3 separate regions of the Hordeum vulgare genome follow, and all the other regions are linked to region 1. Evidence: chromatin contacts called from public Hi-C data. All regions are on one chromosome and are shown on one strand. Each heading gives the region's core, a stretch centred on a gene start, on an enhancer-like site or on the middle of the called end of the contact. The rest is flanking DNA. Distances are from core to core; before and after follow the strand shown. Region 1 holds the start of LOC123397482 (dehydration-responsive element-binding protein 1B-like). Region 2 holds the start of LOC123398453 (dehydration-responsive element-binding protein 1H-like). Region 3 holds the start of LOC123398324 (dehydration-responsive element-binding protein 1H-like).

Region 1 (3,877 bases), core at 624-3,123:
AGAACCCTCATGAGAAAAAAAAACATGAAAGAAATCTCTCTACTAAATACGATAATTAATGGGAAAATATTTTGTTTGGCCAATCGATTTAATGCGTGGTATCTGCCGCCTCCTTCACTTGACACGTGGCCTATTGGATCACTTGACACGTGGCCTATTGGGCCACGTACGTCTGTGATCTATCTCCGCAACGACGCTGTTCTTGCAGAATGGTGCAATATACAACAGGCGCGCAAGTGCACGAGCAGTCAAAAATGTCATATTTTTTGTAACATGGGTCAGAAAATTACTACAGAAGTGCGCGAGCAGCCGAAGAGGTCATAATTTTTGCAACATGGATCATAAAATTAGATGTGAGGAAGTTATTTTTGCAATTTTGCAACAAGAGTTTTGTTGCAAAAAACTAAAAAAGAGAAAGTTATGCAACAAAGATTTTGTTGCAGAAATACTGCAACAAGAGTATTGTTGCAGAAAAAAGAACAAATTCTACTGGCAACTCCATCAGCAGATCAACGGAATAGCAAGGCGAGTGTCATAAAAAAAGTTCTGCAACGCGGCCGTTGTTTCTACAATGTGGTTGTTGTTTTTGAAATGCGATCGTTATTTCAAAAATTAAGAGGAGACAAGCGGGACGTGCCCGGAGATCGAACGACGGCTGTCGCGTGTAGATCGAAGGACCAACGAGGTGACGGATGTATAGCGTGCCTCGGTGGGTCGACGACTACGAGTCCCATAGTTAATCAGGGTCAAATTGATTATTTTTTGCTCCCTCCTTTCTGATTTACAGGGCTCAAATCTGAAATCTCATCAACTAAGGTGAACTGTGAGTGGATGACACTAGTTTTAACTAGTCAATGAAATATTTCTCACATACTTAATTTCCGAGGCAATAAATTTAACATCCTTCTTCTCATTGCATGGTGGATGTAGAAAACTATGCATGCATAGCTACTCATTTCCTTTTGTCTAAATTCTATGAATTAAATATGGTGTGAGACTCACAACACTTTAACTCAATTAGACTCAAAATAAGTCTAATATAATGGAAATCTGAAATTTTTGAGATAAGCCCCATAAACCGGAAAGGAGGGAGTATTTGCCAATAACCGAAAGTTTGTTGAGTTGGTTATTGGGCCAACTGACTTTTATGGAGTGTTGGGTTGGAATCCTACGCGCATATAAGAGCATGGTTAATAGTATAGCCAACTGCTGGCTATAAGTTATCTTATAGCTCATCTTATAGCTAGCTTGTACAATAGCGAGCTATAAAAAAGTACTACTTTTATCATATATGGCTCATCTTTCATTCTCACAAAGCACCTAGAAGCACGTGCTAGAGCTGGCTCTTCACGAAGAGCCCGCTTCCCTTCTCTCTCCTCTTCTCTTTCATCCAACTCAGCAAAAATACAGTATTTTAATCCTTACAGCCTGCTGACTGCCTGCTAACTGTACCTTGAAGCTACCGTTGCCCTGGATCTTTTGCCGATTTCTTTGTCACAAAATTCTATGCCGCTATAAGCGAGTCCAGCTGTCCTTTTCATTCGCTCACTCACTGAACAGTGGGTGAGTGTGAGTGTGAGGAAGCAGGCGCTGCGCTCTCATGCCACGCGCCTGGTGGCACGTTACGTCGCGCTCTGGGCCTCCTTCGTTGATGCTGTGGCCAGCACAGCAGGGCTCCGAAAGATATGCCAAGATGCTTATTTTATTCATTAATTTCCCACAAAAGATGCTTGGATGTGAAGTGTGGCCTCAACTAAGATACTTGTTGTTCGACGGAAGGAAAGAAAAAGATCTAGTGCTAGTATACTATGCTTGTCCTTGCATGTCGTGCAAATTATGTGGCCAGATGTTGCTCCACGTAGTCGTTCAAGCTAATGTCACTGAGCGCGTGACCGCACCACCCCGCGCTAATCTTCTTCCGCGCCACGGCGGGCGCCGGGTATATATGCTCCGCGGCCTGCTCATCCAACCAAACTCCACCGCTCCACTCTCCAGCATCCATCTCTCCCAAGTCTCAGCGCAGCAGCTAATAAAACACGCTGCTTACTCCACAGTCGACCGGCTCCCGGCGACACTGCGATCGATCGATGGACGCCGCAGACGCCGCCTCCCCGTGTGATGGGCACAGGACGGTGTGGTCGGAGCCGCCGAAGCGGCCTGCCGGCCGGACCAAGTTCAAGGAGACGCGCCACCCGCTGTACCGCGGCGTGCGGCGCCGGGGCCCCGCAGGCCGGTGGGTGTGCGAGGTGCGCGTGCTCGGGATGAGGGGCTCCAGGCTCTGGCTCGGCACCTTCACCACCGCCGAGATGGCAGCGCGCGCGCACGACGCCGCCGTTCTCGCGCTCTCTGGCCGCGCCGCCTGTCTGAACTTCGCCGACTCTGCTTGGCGGATGCTCCCCCTCCTCGCCGGCCCGTTCAGCACCGCTAAGGAGATCAAGGATGCCGTCGCCGTCGCCGTCCTGGCGTTCCAAAGACAGCACCCGGTCGCGTCCACGGCGCCAATGTCCCCGGCACGGACAGCCGTTGACGAGAAGGAAGTCGATGGCTCGCCGGCGCCGAGCGCTCTGTTCATGTCCAGCGAGCTGTTGAATGAGCACTGGTTTGGCGGCATGGATGCCGGATCATGCTACTCGGAGGGCATGTTCATAGAGTCGCCGGATACCAGACCGTGGCGGGAAGACCTCGAGCTCGGTGGCGTCCAGACACCGCCATGGAGCTACTTGTTCGACTAAGCAGTTAAAGTATTTGGATGGGTTTTCTGCTTCTGTTCCACCAAATATGGGAGGAAACAGAGGGGAAATTTTTTCCCATATGTCCATACCTGCTCGTTCATTGTGAAAGCCTCTGCTGTCTATTTTCTGGGAGGCTGCATTTGTACTTGATTTTTTTCCTTTCTAGGACATCACTTTGAGTGCTTTTATGTTGTTGTTGTTGAGTTGAATCACTTGAGTGTTCTAGGGAATACAGAATGAGTACTTCTCAGCTATTATGGACCTCAAGCACTCCATGGTCGACATAAGATATTACTTATGAGAAAGAGAACAAGAAAATACACATTAAAGAACTTTCGGCGTCACAGCTTGACAATGATGGATATGGACTGTTTGTAAAAGAATTCCAAGAGCAGGTACTATTCAATCAGATGAGGTGACAAGAAATATCCCGAAGTCAAGGATATACGGTGAGTAAATAGGCAATTTTTCAGATAGATTCATCCATGAAGAGCATAATAGCAAGTAATACGCATATAGCAGAAACATCTACACATATAACTAGTACTACTATGACAGAAATAAACAGGAGCGGGATAAACATATTATACCCTCCGATCGGCCACTTGACCTTAGCAGCAGCGTTGGCAGCGGCAGCATCCTCAGCTGCCTTCTTCTCGGCTTCGGCCTGGAGAAGACGGTCGGCTTCGCTTGGTTCAGCCATGGCGATGACGAGGACGACGCGGACGAAGACGAAGCAGACGGACGGAGGCGAGCAGTCGCGTGATCGCTCCCCAAAAAATTAATCGCCCCTCTTACGTATTCTCCGATCCTGACCGGCAAAAATAAGCGCGTAGGTATGAGCTCGGCTCGGCTCATTCCCGCAACCCGCGGCGCGGCGAGGCGTGGCAAGGCGGGCGGATGAGAAGGAGTGCGCGAGGGCCTCTTCTCTTCTCACTCTCCAATAGCATGTAGAAGAGAGACCCTTATAAAGGTGTCTAATTTCTTCTCCACTAGCGGGGTGGGACTACACTTCCCACCACCACCTTGTCATGCCACCACCTACATGGGCCCTCGAAGATTTCTGAAATTCTCTTATGGGCCTATAGCCCACTACTAATTTCAACAATCCCCCACCAGATCTCAAGAGCACACTGTGTTCCCTC
Region 2 (3,434 bases), core at 459-2,958, 140 kb before region 1:
AAGTAGACCATTATAAACTCAGTATTCACTCCGTCCCACAATCTATGACATTTTTATAAGCTAAACCCGTGGGAGTACTTAAAAAAACTGCCATCAACTTTCGGACCACACAGGCACGCAGACTTGGTCATAGCTCTGTCTCTACGGACCATGTTGGTGCCTGCCACAGTCTTCACAAAGGCATCAAGAAACCCATGAATATGTGTTCGTAATGAGGAACACTATACAACCCATTACAACCATGTCTCCACAAAAGCCTTACGTGGAGAGGCAAAACAAAGCCTTGCACTATATACACAATAATTGCGAGTTGTGCACAATTATTACAGCACACTAGTCACTTCCACAGTCACACTAGATCTAAAAATATCTGCTGCAAGAGGAAAAAGGTACGTGACACGTCAACTATATGCATCTTGCATGTTGGCCACGCAATTCGGGAAGGAGGGCGGAGCTGGCCCGGGCAGCAGCGCCGCGTCAGCTCAAATCGCGTGGCCATGACGACCGGAAAAATGGGATCCAGCTGCTTTAACCAGCTGACCTGGGTGGTGCCTAGGCCACATCTTCCGAATGGGCGCCCTGACCACATCTGTCTGATTAACAAGCCGTTGATTTTTCTAGTCTGACTACCAGTTATAGTCATGACACATCATGTGATAGTGTACCTTTTTTGGCAGTCATTTGCCACCAGTCTAGGATCTTCTGTGGACTATTATTATTCTTCGAGCAGTCATGTCATTTCATGTGTCATTTTCTTGCTCCTGTGCCTAGGTTAGAACTTCGTTTGTTTGCATTTGCAGCTGTGTCGCAGTATTTGATGGATTTTAGTTCCACAATTTTATCATGCTGGAAGGGAACAGCTTCGGTTTGTTCCATGCATAGAGTCAAAGCAGCTGGCCGGAGTATTTTAGTAGCTCCAGAGCGCGGCGTCTGCTCCACCGCCATCGGTATCCCAGCACGCGCCGGCGGCCGGCGGTTGCGGCGGCTCCAGGAGAAGCCCCTCCGCGAAGTACGCATAGTATGTGTCCAGGTCCATTTCCCCGGACATGTCCAGCTCGAACATGTTGCTGCCCAGTGTGGTCGGCACCTCAAGCATTCCGTCGGCTGAAGGTAGGGATGACGACGTCGACGACGAGCCGGTATTTTCCATGGACGACTGCGCGGATTGGCTACAGGTTCCCTCGTCAATGAGGGCGGCCGCCGCCTGGGCCCTCGTGGCGGCGCCGCTTGCGGCCTCCCGGCGCTGGAAATCCGCGACGGCGCTGAGAGCCGCGCGCCGGACATCAGCGAGATCGGAGAGCGCGGACGGCACGGCGAGGAGCCAGACGGAGTCGGCAAAGTTGAGACACGGGGCGCGGCGGTCGAGCAGGCAGAGCATGGCGGCGTCGTGCGCACGCGCGGCCGCCTCGGCGGTAAGGTGCGTCCCGAGCCAGAGCCGCTCGCCTCGCTTGCCGGGGACGCGCACCTCGCACACCCACCGGCCGGCGCTGCCGCGGCGCCGCACGCCGCGGTACACCGGGTGACGCGTCTCCTTGAACTTGGTGCGCCCGGCGGGGCGCTTCAGATGAGAGGACAACGACGGCGAGGAAGGGGAGCACCGCTGCTGATCGGAGCCGGCCATGTCAATATTGCTATTGTAGGTGGTCGGTGCTGGCTCCAGCTTACGTACGGTGGACCGAGGTCTGGGAGTGTGAGAGCAGGCTGAGATTGAGCTGGGGAGTGTTTGTTAGATTGAGTGTCTTTTATAGTTCTGCCTGACGCGTTCCAGACTAGCGGCAGCGAGAGAAGACGCGTCAGGAATTTGCAGCGTTGAAATGATGGCATATAGCAGGCTGGGACAAGTGACGCATTTTCCTCCCGCGTTAGTATATCTTGTTCTCCAGCGATTGAGTGTCTTGGGGAGTGTGCCATTTACGCGGTGTGGGGAAGCGGCTTGGGGCAAGTGACGCGTCAGGGAATAGCAGCGTCAAAACGAAGAAGACATCTTTTTTGTTGAGGCTCGTTCTGTACGCGTCGTGGGCAAGCGGCAGGGGACAAGTGACGCGTCATGGATTTGCACCATTAAAAAGGTCTTGCTGGCAACTGATAATTGGGGCCACAAGCATGGACCAGCCTTGGACTCGTGGCACAGTTTTACCCCGCGTTATGCATGTTAAATGTAAAAAAGAAGAAGAAAGAGAGATGAATGAAAGATGATCCATTAGTCTTTATTGATGATAGAAGTAGGGTATTTATATTCAAACGGAAGTAAACATGTTGCTTGGCAGCCAAGTAAACACATAGTTACTTGACAGTCAAGGAATTACATAGTTGCCTTGAGAGTCAAGGAATTACATGGTTACTTGAGAACCAAGTAACTTATCTAACAATTAATTTAATCCTAATTAGCTTAATTAATAAGCAACTATTCTATTTTTAACACTCCCCCTTGTACAACGCGTCTTCTTGGATATATTCATAATCTTGATAAATTCTTTGAATAATCTTGAAGTCTCCTCTAAAAACCGTGTGGGAAAAATATGAGAATTATGCAGATATGTTGCTAAATCTTCTTTAAACCCAGTGGAAAAATAATAAGGAGAAAATGATGCAACATATAATGATTATTTTCTCTTGATAACTCATATGAGAAAAACCTTTGGAGAAGGAGAAAATTCATTGGTGAGTTTAGAGAACAATTGATATGTCTTGAGTACTTCCTTTAAAAATCCCAATAGGGAAAATAGAAAGTATGACATACGATCTTTGAGAAGGTATTACCTCATTAAAAACCATTATGAGAAACTACAGGAGAAAACTCATAAGGGAAAAGAGTGCATCTGACATGCCATTGAAAACTCCTTTAAAACCCAGTGGGAAAAAATATAAGGAGAAAATGATATGGCATATACAAACACTTGTGTTTATATTGTCTCGTTAAAAACCTTTTATGAGAAACCATTAGGGAAGAACTCATCAAGGGAAAAAGAGTACAATATATGCAATTTGATGATTGTTAATAGGTTATAGTTTGGGAGATCACTCCCCCTGAACTTTGCAAATATGGAGGATGTCTCATACCAATTTCATTGGCAGAACATAAGATTGTGTATAATCTATTGGATTTTCACATGATTTTGTTTGCAAATTATTTCCTCACTTTTCTATAATCCGTGAGGATAAGTAGTTTTCGAGCAATGTGATTTATGATATTGTTCTTCATATAACCTCTAGGTATTGAGTAACACAAGTGGAAGTAGCTTTATAAATCAAGTTATGTGATTCTGATGAATCTCAACCACATGATTTTGAGTGTGGTTAATCATTCTGCCAAGCCATGCATATTTTGCAATGCTTTTAGATAAAGCAATTATGTCAGAATGATAAGTGGGAATAACGATTAAAGTCCATTTAGACGACTTCCATATGAAGGCTATTCCAACAAATTGAGTCAT
Region 3 (3,630 bases), core at 572-3,071, 180 kb before region 1:
ATTTCCGACGGGTCATACTACTACATTATTGTCAAGAACTCGAGTATATAGGTTGTGTATAATTATGCAAATACGTTTATAGGTTTTGCAGGCTTTATCAAGGATTTTAGTTCTTTGTATGCCACTTCGACCACAAAACACGACACGCGGGATAATTTGCACGGACTCACTTGCACGGTCGAAACCTTGACTCTTCCTTTAATTTTGAATCAAAATTCTCGCAGCGACGCATGATGTTGTATTTAATGGAAGGGCCAGTGAATAACACTAGCATATATATTATTTTTGTGAAAAACGGAATATTCATGCAATGTTATCACCATGAGTCATATTTTCAGCATCCACGCATAGAAGATCACCCTCTACACTTTGACATGGCCAATCTTCTTGTTGACTTAGACCCCGCTAAAAAATCAAGAAATATAACAGGCAACCAATAAATTCCTATATTTAAGTAGTGAATCACTTGTTAGGGGTAGGAGGAAGAGAACATAGTGACATGAGGAAGGTTAATAAGAGGGATTTTCAAGTTGACAGTTCATGCGCAGGTGCTTGGCATACGCCCGGTGTCGGTAATGTCGATGGCATCCCCTCTCGCTTGATTAAACCTTGTCGACGATGGTTTTTCAAATGATGGAATGGAAAGATGAAACACCATGACAGTAGGAGACATAACTGGCTAGGTGGAGCGGTGCCACAAGTCAAAGAAGAATGTGACTCTAGCCTTACTAAGCTACAATGGATAAGCTAGGCATGCTAACCTAAAGGAAAGCACAAAACAAAAAATTAAGTTCTAATCCATACATGAGTTCCCTAAGCATTGGTAAGTACTAAATACTTTATGTTCTCATTGCTTGAAAGATGAACAGATTATTTCGACATGAAATTTGGGAAAATAATTGAAGAAATGAAATTACACACACGCTTCTTGTCTAGGTCGTCCATCACCGACTTCAGAGGATGGAGATACAAGGTTGTGTTGGTATGTTTCTTATCACAACATTTGTTAATGGGTTAGGCGGACCACGACACACTTTTGCCCTGCAGTATTTCTGAATGATTGTACATACACGCCTTTGTGTATTTACTTGCTTTAGTTGATTTGGCAAGCATAAAGGGCTAATTGCGTTGTACCTACAGGCCTTTGTGTATTTACTTGCTTTAGTTGATTTGGCAAGCATAAAGGGCTAATTGCGTTCGTAGTAGAAAATCAAAAGTCCTTCATGGTTCGAGTATGGATTTTACTTTAGTGACCTAAAACGACTTGTATTACTCCCTCCGTCCCAAAATAACTGTCTTAAGCTTAGTATAAATTTATATTAGATCTAGTATAAAGTTGAGACAGTTATTTTGGGACGGAGGGAGTATTTTACAGCAGAACTACAATTGATCCAAACAAGGTCAAATGTTATTGCATGGAAATTAAAAGGACACTTTGACATCACAAGAACACAGTGATGCTGAGGGTGATTCAGATAGATGAGAAGGCCGGGAATGGGATACTCCAACACACCCAAAGTAGCAAGTTGGCCGTCACCCACGTTTTCTCGCACCCGGCCGACGAGCACAAAACGCGGTTAAAAAGATGCCTTTTCATTCTTTGCTTAACGCTTCAAACCCCCCACACGTCTACACTGAGGAGTCACGCCACACGCGTCGGCCGGTTAACGGTCCAACGTCACACACCACAAGCTGTCCCCGCGCCGACGGGCAAAGCCGTCGCCATTCACCGCGTCGCGCAAAACTATAAATAAGCACACTCTAGGCCAGCCACTGGTTTACTGACTACTCCTAGTCTCATAGCCACCATTCACCAAGGCAGCAGACATCACGGCTCCTACTCCAGTCAACTAGCCAAGCAGAAATAAGGTGCAGCGGCAATGGACACGGTCCCCGAGCGTAACTGGAACTCGCCGGCATCCCCGCCGTCCTCCCTCGAGCAGGGGATGCCGTCGTCTCCTGCGTCGCCGACGCCGAAGCGCCCCGCGGGGCGCACCAAGTTCAAGGAGACGCGCCACCCGGTGTTCCACGGCGTGCGCCGCCGGGGCAGCAACGGCAGGTGGGTGTGCGAGGTGCGCGTGCCGGGGAAGCGCGGCGAGCGGCTCTGGCTCGGCACGCACGTCACCGCCGAGGCGGCCGCGCGCGCGCACGACGCCGCCATGCTCGCGCTGTACGGCCGCACACCTGCCGCGCGCCTCAACTTCCCGGACTCGGCGTGGCTGCTCGCCGTGCCCTCCTCCCTCTCCGACATGGCGGACGTCCGGCGCGCCGCCATCGGGGCCGTCGTGGACTTCCTGCGCCGGCAGGAGACGGGCGCCGGCGCCATCACCGAGGTGACCTCCGTCGACGGGGTCGCCTCGGAGGCGTACGCGCCGGGCAGTGCCAGCTCGTCGGCGGCGGCGTCGTCCCACTACCAGCTGCCTTGCGCCAATGCGGAGTTCGTGGTGCCGGACGCATTGTGCCATGACATGTTGGAGCTCCACACGTCCGGCGAAATGGACGCGGGGACCTACTACGCGGACCTGGCGCAGGGGCTGCTCCTGGAGCCACCGCCGCCGCCGTCAAGCGGGGCGAGCTCGGAGCATGGAGATGATGCAGCGCTATGGAACCACTGATGACACCGAGCCAGGATCTCCTGCCGAAACTATCTTCGCTCCGTTCGTTTATTTCTTTATTCAATCCCGAAAAAGCGCCCCGTACGTGGACCTATCGTCGGCATAATAAAATCGCGGGACATTTGAGCGCAACAAAATCGGTCTCACATAACCATATACGTACTCCTCGACATATGAGAGCAAGTATAAAATACTATATTTTTGCTGAGTTGGATGAGAGAGAAGAGGAAAGAGAAGTGAAGCGGGCTCTTCGTGAAGAGCCAGCTCTAGCATGTGCTCCTAGGTGTTTTATGAGAATGAAAGATAGGTTATATATGATAAAAGTAGTACTCTTTTGTAGCTAACTATTGTACAAGTTAGCTATAAAATGGACTATAAGATGACCTATAGCCAGCAGTTGACTATACTATTAACCATGCTCTGAAGGCCGGCAAGCAAGAAAGAAGTACACTGCTTATTAAATGAGCTTATAAAAGACGATGAACAGGAAAAGCGAAAGGCACCGGCTGACGGGAATGCCGGCTGTAAAATAATGAACCCGGGCGCAAGATGGTCCAGAAATAGGTGCCGTTGGTTCACGTGTGGTTACCATAACAAGGGACGTCCACTAGTTCCTGCAGGCTGCAGCTGGATATTTCCCCGCTCCGGCCTCCACGCGGCAACCTACAATTAGCCAAAAAGATGTGGCCGAGACCCACCCATGTCAGCCGGTGAAAGCACGAGAGCACTGAATATAGTATGAAGACTTTTCCTTGGAGATTTCGATTTCGTGTTTGGAAATCGTTGTCACTGTGCCCGACCTGTCGCGTCAGTGGGGATGGGTCGCTGTCCGTGACCATGGGCGAGGAAGCAGGCAGCTGGGACCGTCGCCTCGCCGGTGGTCCGTCCGGGTCCGGTGCGTCACTCTCTCGCCTCTATTTCCTAGAACACACAGCAAGGCAGGTCAGGGTGCATGCCAGGATGATTAATTATGTTATGTTTGCCACAAAAGTGCTAGTACTCCCGCTTGAGATAT

Evidence for each region. Hi-C and Micro-C count contacts between places; a contact is called where the count stands out from the background.
Region 2: a Hi-C map of seedling shows a contact between it and region 1, with 3 times the contacts expected there. The contact joins the promoter of LOC123398453 here to the promoter of LOC123397482 in region 1. A contact is called at or near these places in 2 of 6 Hi-C or Micro-C datasets (leaf and seedling).
Region 3: a contact with region 1 is called in a Hi-C map of seedling, with 2.4 times the contacts expected there. The contact joins the promoter of LOC123398324 here to the promoter of LOC123397482 in region 1. A contact is called at or near these places in 2 of 6 Hi-C or Micro-C datasets (leaf and seedling).

What each region holds. Positions count from the first base shown.
Region 1 is chr5H:495,524,332-495,528,208 of MorexV3_pseudomolecules_assembly, reverse strand. LOC123397482 (dehydration-responsive element-binding protein 1B-like) reads left to right here and starts at 1,873. Exons shown (of 1, transcript XM_045092011.1): 1 at 1,873-2,920. The coding sequence starts at 2,088. The coding sequence ends at 2,732.
Region 2 is chr5H:495,667,975-495,671,408 of MorexV3_pseudomolecules_assembly, reverse strand. It overlaps LOC123398453 (dehydration-responsive element-binding protein 1H-like), which reads right to left and starts at 1,708. Exons shown (of 1, transcript XM_045092923.1): 1 at 634-1,708. The coding sequence starts at 1,621. The coding sequence ends at 908.
Region 3 is chr5H:495,709,495-495,713,124 of MorexV3_pseudomolecules_assembly, reverse strand. It overlaps LOC123398324 (dehydration-responsive element-binding protein 1H-like), which reads left to right and starts at 1,821. Exons shown (of 1, transcript XM_045092807.1): 1 at 1,821-2,723. The coding sequence starts at 1,881. The coding sequence ends at 2,615.